Linked DNA regions of Gasterosteus aculeatus: region 1 is linked to region 2. A link is a contact called in public Hi-C data. All regions are on one chromosome and are shown on one strand. Each heading gives the region's core, a stretch centred on a gene start, on an enhancer-like site or on the middle of the called end of the contact. The rest is flanking DNA. Distances are from core to core; before and after follow the strand shown.

Region 1 (6,025 bases), core at 1,362-3,861, 140 kb before region 2:
GTGATGCCGTTTCGTGCAGTCTACATGTCATAAGGTCTACGATAGCGGTGCCCCCTTCTCTTCCCCCCCCCCCCTGCAGATTATAATAACAATGAATGTAGCTTTCTAACAGAGATTACTGGCCCTGGCCGCGGGGGGGTCGGGTATGCTTAATACCTGAGCGGAGGTTTAATACAAATCTGCCTGCTCCAGTAAATCCTCGTACCATGAAGGGTGCTGTGGTAGTTCGAACGCGTTGTATGTCGTCGACGTAACGTGGATGTTTCTTTTATGATTGCGGCGCGTATTTCCTTAGAGCGAGGCACTGTTAGATGTACATGTTTTGTAAAAAATAAAAAGGGCAACGGAGTTGTCAGATTTACGGTGATTTGTTTGTTGTGCTTTACGTTCTCAATAAAGACAATTTTTGTAAATGCCAACCGTGGGCCCGAGTCATAGTTCTTCTTGCAGATGCACTTTAATGGAGTGGCCTTTTATCGTCTGCAAGCCCACAACACTATTTATTGATCACATGCAGGTGGGCTCAGAGACCACGGTGTAATACAGCGGATGTACCTCTTATTTCAGATTTACCCTCACAGGGTTGTGACGTTCCAAATATGTGCAACGCTATTACTCATATAAAGGTTAACATTATAATTTAATTGTGCCTGGTTTGGTTGATTACCTCAACTGAGTATCTATGACTTAATCCAACTATTTATTCATTGGTTTTACAACATTATCAGCTGTTCATCCAAAACTCACTGTTTCAACTGCTTCAGATGCTTTGAGGTGATTGTTTGAACTGGTGCACGCTGGGCTTCTTCAGCCGTGTGGTGAAACTGACTCAGCTTACATGAGGATGGACACACTCAACGCTCCTTTTGGCCGTCCTCTAACCCTAATTGGCTGTTTGTTGTATGGATATAACTAAAAGGTCAATAGGGGTCACCTTGGTTGCATTGGCCCTGTCAACCCGCTTCTTACGACTCCATTGTTGGTCATCACTGTGACCTTTTGTATGTAAAGAGCTCGGGAATAAAGAAGAAGATTTCTTCGTTTCATGTTTCTTTCTCAGAGAAGCTGGATTTCTGCAAAGGAGTCGCCTGGGTTAGAAACGCAGCTGTTCATCAAGCACCAGAACCAACAGAACCCCCCACAGAGCGGAGACGTCCTCCATGCATCACAAACCCATCAACAACAATCTGCGTTAATATTCTTCTTGTTTCACAACTAATTAAATCAAACCCTGTAGCCCTGCGCTCTGTTGTCATCATGAAAAGCATTTGACAGCGTCTTGAAACAACATGGCCTCCACCTGCGTTACCGGAGCAGACAGCGTCATGCGACGCCTTCTCACCACCGACACACCCGGCTTTACTAACGCAACGCGACAAGTGTGTTCACCAGCTGTCACTCAGTCCCGCCCTCCCTCCACCACTGCTGGAGGGGAGATATTCAGAGGCTCGTACACTAATTAGGAAATAGCTTTTAACACCGACAATGTCTGGCTTAATCAGAAGGGCCCGTTTATTAAAAGTTACTAATACTGTACCTCGACACTTTAGTCGTACGGTGGTGTTTTTCTCAGTGTTTGCTCTCTGCAGGTGAGACGGCAGTGAATGCTGATAACGCCACGCACCAATTGATTAGTTTTCTTTTTTAAAGGACAAGCAATTAGGAACTGTGTGTGTGTGTGTGTGTGTGTGTGTGTGTGTGGCTGTCTGTTTTGCGGCTTTTGCATTTCGATGTTAGTTAATAACGTGTCGTTCGAGCAGCCAGCGGCAGAGTGGACAGAGGGGCTCACAAATGAGTGTCGCTACACACACAGGCACTCATTTCACTATGCTGATGACTGCGCTTCATTAGTAGGACTAATTGTAACATGGAAGAGAATGAGTTCAAACAAAAAGGAAACATCATTTTGGATGGTACAATTCAATTCTATGCACCAGAAAAAAGTCAAATCCAACGCAATCATTTTAAGAACTGTATAATAATTACCCTTCAACTAAAATACGGATTAAATAAAAATATTAAACCAAAAACCCAGCCCAGTGTTGACAACTCTTACACTGGAAGCCGCCCCCCCTTATTACCGTCGTGACATTAACTTCACCCATAAAAGGAGCGCATTTCATTACCTCCCACACAAGAGGGAAACACAATTAATTGTACCTTCATCGGTATGGCCTGCTAGCACACAACAGATAAATGCCCGATGGGACGCAGTAGTGGCGGGTTAACGGTAAGATGAGATGGGTGCACGCGGGCAGCCAGACAGGCCTTTAACTCATTTCCTTTGTGCCGATGAAAACAAATACACAACCCTCCACGTTTTACTGATAATCTTCCGGCGGCCCCTTGGTTGTAAATAAGATACTGAATTGTGGTCGTGGAGGCTGCACATGCAGATGAAAAGGGTATGCTCTCTCCCTGTGTGAGGGAACTTGTATAAAAAGGAATGTTTGTTCAAAACAATATGAGGATTAATATAAACCACCACGTGTTATTGGCGCTGAAGCTCTGGCCTGTGGCTCGCGATTTTTACCTGCGGTTCCAGTGTTGTGCCACTAGATGGTGTTGTGCGCCTACAGGAACCCTTCAGACTGCACTTTGTCGCTGGCTAGTTCACCCTCATCAGAACTTCACGTGTTGATCTAAAGCCTGCTGTCCAGGCCACTGCACTGCTGTAGTATTAATACACCAACGTGTACGACAACCCGATGCTATTCCAACAAACGCTTCCTACGCGCCAGATCACTCAGTCACAGCCGACTGCTTTATTTTACCTCTCAGCCAAACCAATGGCGGAGATGCATTACTGCTGCTATGGGCGTAAGATTAGACAACGGGTCCGTGGGCACAGACATGCGAAAGGCTCCGACATCCCTCCTACTTCTGGGCCAAACGCACAGACCTCATTGTTGTTCAGCCTCCCATTGTTGTTTTATGTCTTTTCTTGGTAACTTTGTGTGTCTTTGTAGTCGTTTTGAGTTTCTCTTTAGTTGTTTGCCCCCTTTTCTTCGTAGTTGTGAATCTCTTTGGGTTCCTTTGCAACTGTTGTGTGTCTCTTTATAGTTGTTTTATCTCTTTGGCTGTTTTATTTTCCTTGTGGTCACTTTGGCTCACTTCCTGTTGGGTACACATTTCTTTGTGTTAATATTTTCTAGATAAAGTTCAGGGGGGGGCCCTGACACTCAACGGGCCTGTAGCAGGGGCCCAACCCCTGCTACAGGCCCGATGAGTGATCCATCTTACTGGCAGCTTTGTGACGGGGACTTTTGATGAATGGATATAATAATGCGTCAAATTAAAGAGGTGGATGATTGTTGATTTGTGCGTAATTAAGTGTAAACCACTTCTATCGTCATACAGTAAAGAGTCATTCATATGAGCTTCCCACACTTGGGATTATGATCAAAGGGGAAACACATACATTGGCCCATTTCATGGCCTCAATACATACAGCGAACTGCTAATCATTTCTTATTTACTGTACACGGTTTAAAGATGTCTTTTCATGACTACCCCAAAGGTCTCGCGAAGGCAAACGTCCCGTTCCGGAATGAGTCCTCTGTTTGCCGTCTAAAACTTGTATTCCGACTTCTCGAAGAACCTCAGATGGCTGCGGCAAGGTGGGAGGAATATTCATGGCCTTCGAGAAGATAACAGAAGACCAGAGAGAGGGAGAGGATGAGCGAGAGAGAGCCAGGCCTGAGCACGTCTGTGGGAGGGGATGGGGGCTCGTGGAGAGGAAAATCAAACCCACCGAGAGCTCTTCATACGTCACGGTTCGCATCACAGATGTTCCCACAGACACTCAGTGTGGGTTGTGGGCCGAGGCGTGTGGAGAGCCAGTATGGCACCCATTGGCTTGTTCTGTGAGCGTGTGTGAGCACATAATAATATGTAGGCCTGCTGCGTGCGTAAATGGAGACTTGAACGCTCCAGTGATATTTAAAAAGTATTCCTTTGAGTAGGAGCTGTTCTGCTTGATGCTGTAAGTGCAGGATGTTATTGGGTTGAGGGCACATTCATGAATATTTAAGAGAAAATAAATCAATTGTACTTCAGTGCCACTGAAATTCATTACTATTAACTGTTGAAAAGGGCAAAAAAAACGACACACATAAACACGTCCAGAAATGTACATCCCCTGAAATCTATGTTTCTTGATGAAAAGGAGAAGTTGCGGGGGCGTCCCCCGGTTCAGTTTCCACATCCATGGCAGATTAATTGAATAGGCGTTGTTATTGATGGAAATGATGTTTTAGGCGAAAACAGCTTCAGGTGTGGGAGCGCAAGAAAAAGACCGCAGCCCTCATGTCTTCGCTCTTTTGAAGTGGTTTTCTCGAGTACTGAGAGAAAACGAGAGAGAGAGAGAGAGAGAGATAGAGAACGATGTTCCAATCTAAATCCACGCCGGCTGTCTTGTTTGCTGTTTGCACGTCACAGACTGCTAAAACGACAGAAATCCCCCTCAGTTTTCCTGAGATCAGTTTTGCACACGACTTCACAAAAGCATCGCGTTCCTTTTTATTGGCTTTCGCATATTTCCCTGAGTATGAGCTCCTAAATGCTCCCCTGAGTAATTTCAGCGAACAATTAACCCTCGCTTCCCCCCACCACACACTATCATTGTTGTCTGCGTCATGGGGGGCCCCGGGGAGGACGTGCAGTGACCCCTATGCCGACTAATTCACTTGCGCCCAACGCGGGACTTTCCCCTCCTCTCCATCCCTCAGTGTGTTCAGCGCCCCACAGCCGCGCATTTTTGGCCCATGACGCGTCCCACGAGGACTTTGTCCTTGGCAGCGCGCACATCTTCGTCCGTCCGCACGAAACGCCCCCGCCTGCTCCGAACGCCCACTCGCGCCTACCGGCACGGCATCGCGAGACGCCCCGGCATTCCTGGAGTCGCCGTCACTTCCCCCTTTTTCGTTTGTTTGTTTTACTACTCTGACGCCTAAATATGTGCTGCGGCGTTGACGCGTGTGAGTGTCTCCCAACGGAATTTGAGGATGTGATTAAGGCTTAATATTTATGTATAATGTCACTCACTGCGCCCAGCAAATGATCTGTCTAAATAAATAAAACTACTTCTTAAGTCGAAAGTTGCATAATAAGAAAAGGAAATTCCACCACCCTCGCGGAGCTAACAGCCCTTATCGATGCAAAACAAGGAAGGGCAGATGGAACTCGTTCGCATTACCTGGGCGGGGGTTCCCAGAAACGCTACCATGTGACGCCATCTTCGCCGGCATACCCGTATATGGACATGCCCGTGCGTAACAAGGAAAGGTCTACGTGCGCGGGCTACGCTCTGTGCGTAAAAACGCGGAAACCCGAATGTGATTTTGTGAGCGCTCCTCGCCGGGAGTCATGGCAACTGTCACGGCCACAATATGGTAGTAAAGAGACGTTGTTGGTTCTTATCTCCCCACCCCGTATATGACTCGCGTGATATACTGATTTAGAAACAAACACTCAAATCCACCATTTTCAGTTTCATTTGGAGACACTTTACTTAAATACACATCACAAATAAAAAATGAAAGACAGTGTAAACATTGGACGTCATTGGGTTGCCCGGGTCAACCGGACAAACAACAAATAATTTATACATTGAAATAATGCAGCGTGGCATGAAATTATCGGTTGCAAAAACATACAAAGAAATACAATAATAATCATTCCCACGACTGTGGGTCTGTCTGTGCGCGCTGCCCGGCTCACTGTGCGCTCGGTCTGGATGCGGCCCCGGTGTCAGGTGTTGAATGGTGCTTTGAGCGATGTCCAGCATCCGGAAGTACCATTTTTTCACTCAGTCTTTTCACCCTAAATAGCGTAAATAGTTGTCTCCGCACGGCCCGGCGGCCCTGTGCTGCTGCTGTCCGCGCTGACAACACACCAGCCCCGGTGTTCCCGGTGCTACGCGTGCAGAGCGCGGCTCCAGTGTTATTACTTCTCAGTCACTTAGTAGTCTCTGTCGTAATTTTTTTAAAACGCCTCCAACTTGCTCGTGAGCATCAGCTGACAG
Region 2 (6,158 bases), core at 3,537-6,036:
AGAGACACGTGGAGGCTGCAGGGGGAGAGAACGATTACCAGCTGCCCAAAGTAGCAAAAATGCATAAAACAAAACACAACAAAAATCAGGAGGGAAAATAGCAATAAAACAATTCTAAAATTACAAGCCAGGCGTTTTCTATATGAAAAAAAAAAACTTTGTAAAAGGTAGTCTCCAAAAAACTGACTTTAAAAAGTACCACAGACAGGACTGTGATCCGTCTAAAGCGTGCACCATTACTGCCGGCAGAGGGCAGATTACAGATCTGTGGAAAATAATCTTGCAATGCTCATGAATTCAGGATTTTCAACTAAGGGTGGGAAAAGTTCTAGCTCCATCCACATCCCTCATATCACATATCACAGTGCAACAGCATCCTCTGCTGGTTAGACAAGGAAGATCATTTTATTTATTTTTCTGAATCACATGAAGGGAAAATAAAACATACAGAGTTTAATTATACACTGCCCGGCCAAAACAAGTCACACACTCACTGGCATTGTTTTTTGATAAGCTTCTGCAAGGTCACAAGATTTATTTCCATCCAGATCTTGTATTGATGATGGGAGCAAAAAGCCTCCTCCGGCACATCCCGAAGATTCTCAATGGGGTGAAGGTCTGGACTCTGGTGGCCAATCCATGTGTGGAAATGATGTCTTGTGCTCCCTGAACTGCGCTTTCACAGTTTGAGCCCGATGAACCCTGGCATCGTCTTGGAATATGCCCGTGCCATCAGGGAAGAAAAAATCCATTGATGGAATAACCTGGTCATTCAGTATATTCAGGTAGTCAGCTGACCTCATTCGCTTTTATTTGGCTGGGCAGCGTATGATCAAATGTATCAAGAATGTAATAAAATCATTGAGAAATTGAGATCCATCAATATTTGGCCATTACAGAGGCAGGTATTGGTGACAATGGGGCCAGTCTATAAAAAAGGAAGTTCTATAGTTATCAGGACAAGCTCTATTGGACATGTTCACGTATGAATACCAGGGTTGGAGAGCATGGCTCTGCAGCGCCTCCCAGAGGGGAGGGGATGGAGCTGGTTGTGTCCAGGCTTTGATGGGTGTGCAGTGATGCTCCCTGTCCTGGTGTCGAAAAACGGACCAGTTTTGGGATGGACGGCCGACTTGCTGGCCGATCCGAGCAGGAATGGAGGTGCGGAGACCAGACTGGGAAATGAGGGTGAACCACAATCAGCAGCTGCTGAGGCAGAGTCAACCAGGGCAGACAGTCCGGGTGCTGGATGGGTTCCCAAATATCCACTGACAGAGTTGGAGGCCCGGGAGATGTAGTCTGATGTCCAGGAGGAGCTCACCAAGCCAGGTTTTTAGAGGAACACGGAGCGGTGGATGCGCTGAGGTTTGCTGTTTAATGCCTTTGTCTGCTGCAAACGCCGGGGAGAACCGTTTCCTCCAACTAAAAGCGTTCCAGTTCAAAGGAAAACAGCAAAAAGTTGCCCTGTTTCACGGGTGGATTGTGGGATAATAAAAAAACTCTCTCCCGGCTATAAAATTGCAGCAAATAAGTACAGCTGCAAGTCTTTGGGGGTATGTCTCCATCTAGGAGATCGAAACGTTTGTCTTCAAGTCAGATTGGATACAGTCTGTGGACAGCGGTTTTTAAATCTTGCCATTGATTCCCAGTTGGATTTGAGGTCTGGTTTTAACTGGGCCATTTTAAAACATTAACATGCTTTGATTCAAACCATTCCATTGTACCGCTGGCTGTAGGTTTCGGGTCATTGTCCTGCTGGAAGATGAACCTCTGCCAGTCTCAAGTCTTTTGCAGACTGCATCATATTTCCTTCAAGGACTGCACAGTGTTTGGCTCCATCCATCGTTCCCTCAGTTCTGAGTAGTTTCCCTGTAGCTGCTGAAGAGAAGCATCCTCACAGCATGATGCCACCACCATGTGCCACTGTTGGGATGGTGTGCTCAGGGTGATGGGCAGTGTTTCCACCCCACATTGAGGCCAAAAAGTTCCATTTTGGTCTCATCTGTCCAGAGCACCTTCTTCCACATGTGTGCCGTGTCTCCCACATGGCTTGTGCAAACTCCAAACAGGATTTCTTATGGTTTACTTTCAACAGCGGCCAGATGTGTGGAGTACACGGCTGTGTCCTCTGGGATGATTCTCAGCTGTGGATCTTTGCAGCTCCTCCAGAGTCACCATGGACCTCTTGGTAGCTTCTCTGATTAACTTTCTCCTTGTCTGGCTTGTCAGTTTGTGTGATCGGCCTTCTCTTGGTAGGTTTGTGGTCGTGCCATATTCTTTCCATTAATGGATGGTGGAGTTTAATGTGCTTTGTGACATGTGCAAAGCTTGGGATATTTTTACATAAGCATACTTCATACGTAGCTACAACTTGATCCCTGATCTGTTGATGAGCTCTTTGGTCTTCATGATGCTCTTAGTTCAGTAATGCTCAGAGACTGTAGTGTATTCAGCGTAGGTCTATTCACTTGTTACACTTTGGTTGTGCACAGCTAGGAAGGCTATATTCAACTCAAACTCTGACGTGGTTTACACGTGGCTGAAAGATCCCAGTCACTTATGGCTTATTGACTTTATCTGGGTATCTTATCGGTACTTATAATCGGCCAGAACCTAAAGCATGGATCACTATCAGGACTGAAAGAGTCACATTGGTGCACAACAGTTTTAAAACAAAACTATTTGGTTTCATATTTCCTTATACGGTGGTGATGATTTACATCAATTAACAATGAAATAACTCAGTCGTATGGAAATACATATGGACAAGCTGTTATTTTCAGCGGCCTCAAACTGCAACGCGAGTTTGCAGTGTGCACAACTTCCTTTGTTTGCATGTGCGTGTGTGTGCGTATTGTGGAAGTGGTGTTGTCGCTAACTAACTATGTTTAGTGAGCGGTGTAGTAGGGAAGTGTGGGAAAGTTCAAGTTGCAGGTGCCACACCCTTGAATGTTTTGTGTGCTTCAAAGTAATGTTTGTTTTCAGCTGACCCTGGTTCCCTGCAGTTCCTCATCAGAACGAGACTGACTGGAATTTGTAAGTTGAGCCGTCACTTAAAGCTGGCAGCAATTATTGAGTCGGAGGTCCACCAGACCAGAAGTAATTTACCTACTGGAGATATAATCATGCTACTATATCCACTGCTGCTGTATATATTAGGACTAGCCATTTGTCCATCATTATTCTGCGTATTACTCATATAATATAAAATAATATATACATATAAATAATTATAATGATATGCATGCAAGACATTGTGAATCCTTTATCTTGTTCATTCTTAATATCTCTTCATCCATCTTCCATCACACTTCTGGCCATCCTGGAAGTGGGATCCCTCCTCTGCAGCTCTACTTAAGGTGATTTTGTGTACAGATTAAAAATCTTGTGATTTTGGGCTGTGCAAAATAAATGTAATTGAAATTTAACAGCAAGAATGTGATGACATCCATGTAAAATAAGTATGTGATAGGATCCGTGAACATTCACGTGTTATTTCTTATCTGTATCCATTGTGCAGAAATGCTTTTGTTAACACCAACGCCCTCTGCTTCAAAGACGCCCTCTGCTCCTCTTGCACAAGAAAAGCAGAGGGCGTTCAGTGTTTCCCCTACCATTATATCAGGGGGCGCCCTTGTGCCCTTATGTCCGTGAACATGGTGCTCGCACCCGCGGGCAGACTGCTACAACTTGTATGCAAAAAGGGAAATGATCAACCGTCCCATCTACCTTAAAAAGCCATACTATGGGTATCTTGAATTGGCTTTGTGCGAAGTACTTATTCATCAGGAAACATTTATTACCAAAATATGTCAGACATACTAGGAACTTGACTTGGCGACTGGTGCCTAGCAGAAGACAGTATGACAATGGACAACAAGACAGACAAGACAACATAGTGCAAGAGGAATAAAATAAAATGCTATGGGTTAGTTTAGTTATTGTATTAGCTACAGTAAATGTTAGTCAGCACGCCAAGTTAAGAAAAGTAGACAGCAGGAAAAAAAACTATCAGCTTAAACTTATTGCTATATTTAGTATTTTAATTTGCCAGACAGCCCTCAGATGGAGCTCTGAGGCCTGAATCTATTCTCTCTTCCAAACCACCAGACTCAGGCATTACTGGGTGTCTTTGATTAATATGAACTTTGGTCTTTTGGGGAAAGCAAAAGAGAGCGGTTTCAGCTCCCCTCAGAAAGGGCTGTCTGACAAATAATACGAAGAGCGTAAACTTTATTACGAGTATTATTAAGAGTTATTGATTTTTTAGGTGGCTAAAAAAACAGGACAGTAACATGTTTAGCCCCACTTTACAAAAACTCATGTATTGCTTTAAGAAGGTAAAAAGCAGAGGTTCCAGTTTACCTCAGTGGCAGGTGTTGCTGTATCATCTTGATGAGCCCCATGCTGGGATCCGAGCGCATGTACATGGTAGCCAGGATCGCTATGACGACAAAGAGCCAGGAGGAAGGACTGGCTGGGTACACTCCCTTGATCACCCGGTTCTGTTACCACGGAAAAAGAAACAAAAAGGCAATCTTTTACAGCCGATAACAAGGCTCATTCTAGAAAGACCCCCAGGATTATCCAAGCATTAACTCTCTACGTTTACCTTCATGTAGTTAACATTTCTTCCCCAAACCATATATACCATCCCCAAAACGTATAGAACATTGTGGATTTTAAAATGCATTTTGTAAGGGTACATGTGTGGCCTCACAGCACACACTTGTAGGAACTGGCAGGAGCAGTGAAGGGAGGACGCACGCATACACACTAACAGCTATGTCTCAGTCACTCTAGGAGGGGCAGAAATGCAGGCCGGTACATGTCAAGAGAGGCTCGTAGTTGCGCTCTCTGTCCACAAGTGAGGGAACTGCCGTGCACAGCAATGAGTGGACAATTCTAAACGTGAAAGAAATGCTTGGTGATGCTTGCGAAATACGTTACTAGCGCAGGTAAATAGTAGCGAATCCGGTCAAATTTCAAAATGAAAAAAAAAGAAATCAAGTTACAAATATATATATATATATATGAGGGTTCATACACATTTTGACCAATGAATTTTCATGACTTCAAACTAAATGTCCATGCTGCGCTAGCAGTCGTTCCTGTAGTAGCTTCGCTAGCAGCGGCGCACTGATGTCTGCTTCCTTTAGCACGGCTCTCCCATGTTTTTGTTATCTTAACTGAACCACATGAACATAGAAATATAACACATTTCCATGACTTTTCCAAAAGGTTTTGGGATTTTATTTTTTCCATGATTTTTCCAGGCCTGGAAATGATCATTTTAAAATTTCATGACCTTTCCGTTTTCCACGAACCCTGATATATATGTTCTTTCTGTGGTGCGGCCCGGCAGTTGGGGAGCTCTGACTTAGATAAGTCAAATTGGATGTGCGATTTGACTTTATGATGACACCATTTTAAAAAAGAACAAAGAAAGGGACACACACACAAAATACCCCATCATCCTCACCCTCATGCGGCTGACTCGTTTCTTCCATGATCGTACTCCCGACAGGAAGATTTGGTTCAGGGCCTGATGGGACAGCTGCAGGTCAATCCCCTCCGGCGTTATGGTGAACTGGAACGCCACCGCCTGGTGGGCCTCCGCCATCGCTATGGAAACACGAGAGAAACCAAATGTTAGCACCAGTATCACAACATGTATTCACCTTACCAGGAAGAGGATCTCTACACTGGTGACGAAACGGTTTCAATTTACGTTCAAACCTCAATATGGCTTTCATATGTAAACAAGAGAAGACGGGCCATTTCTACTTAGTGATTAGTAACACTTTTCTCAAACACCGCTACATTGGATGATCAAACTACGCGGTTGTAGTAACAAAGTAACTAAGAATCATTTATTAGGGATGAGATAATGATTATTATGACTCATCATTGCAGAAAAAAAAGTGTTCATTCTTTGGTGTCTTGCATAACTTTACATCTTCATTAGTCCCCTCAGCACGTTTGTCTTGACTATTGTTGCAGAGGATTAAATAAGCGCTTTATGAAGAGTTTTATAACCGGTAAATGAGTGCCAGCAGGCCTCTCGGTGTGATGGCCGTCTCTCTTGTACGAACGCTTGGCAAGTAATTTAATGTGTCAGCGGAATGTTGTTGTCCCACTGAATCCGACCGCGGCCC

What was found. A called contact is a pair of places that touch in the nucleus more often than the background predicts.
Region 1: a contact with region 2 is called in a Hi-C map of skeletal muscle, with 2.3 times the contacts expected there. The contact joins two enhancer-like sites. A contact is called at or near these places in 2 of 6 Hi-C or Micro-C datasets (both in skeletal muscle).

Annotation. Positions count from the first base shown.
Region 1 is chr11:5,051,062-5,057,086 of fGasAcu3.hap1.1, reverse strand. It overlaps rtbdn (retbindin), which reads left to right. Exons shown (of 6, transcript XM_040191411.2): 6 at 1-419. It overlaps LOC120828141 (transcription factor JunB), which reads right to left. Exons shown (of 1, transcript XM_040191511.2): 1 at 5,485-6,025. The coding sequence ends at 5,986. Among protein-coding and RNA genes, the nearest start is that of LOC120828141, 4.4 kb to the right of the region's middle. Within about 2 kb of position 2,611, at least 1 of the 9 cell types and tissues checked has open chromatin away from gene starts, as enhancers often do.
Region 2 is chr11:4,915,194-4,921,351 of fGasAcu3.hap1.1, reverse strand. cpt1a2b (carnitine palmitoyltransferase 1A2b) reads right to left here. Exons shown (of 19, transcript XM_040190830.2): 2 at 5,483-5,625; 3 at 4,366-4,505; 4 at 1-15. The coding sequence starts at 5,623. Among protein-coding and RNA genes, the nearest start is that of cpt1a2b, 5.6 kb to the right of the region's middle. Within about 2 kb of position 4,786, at least 3 of the 9 cell types and tissues checked have open chromatin away from gene starts, as enhancers often do.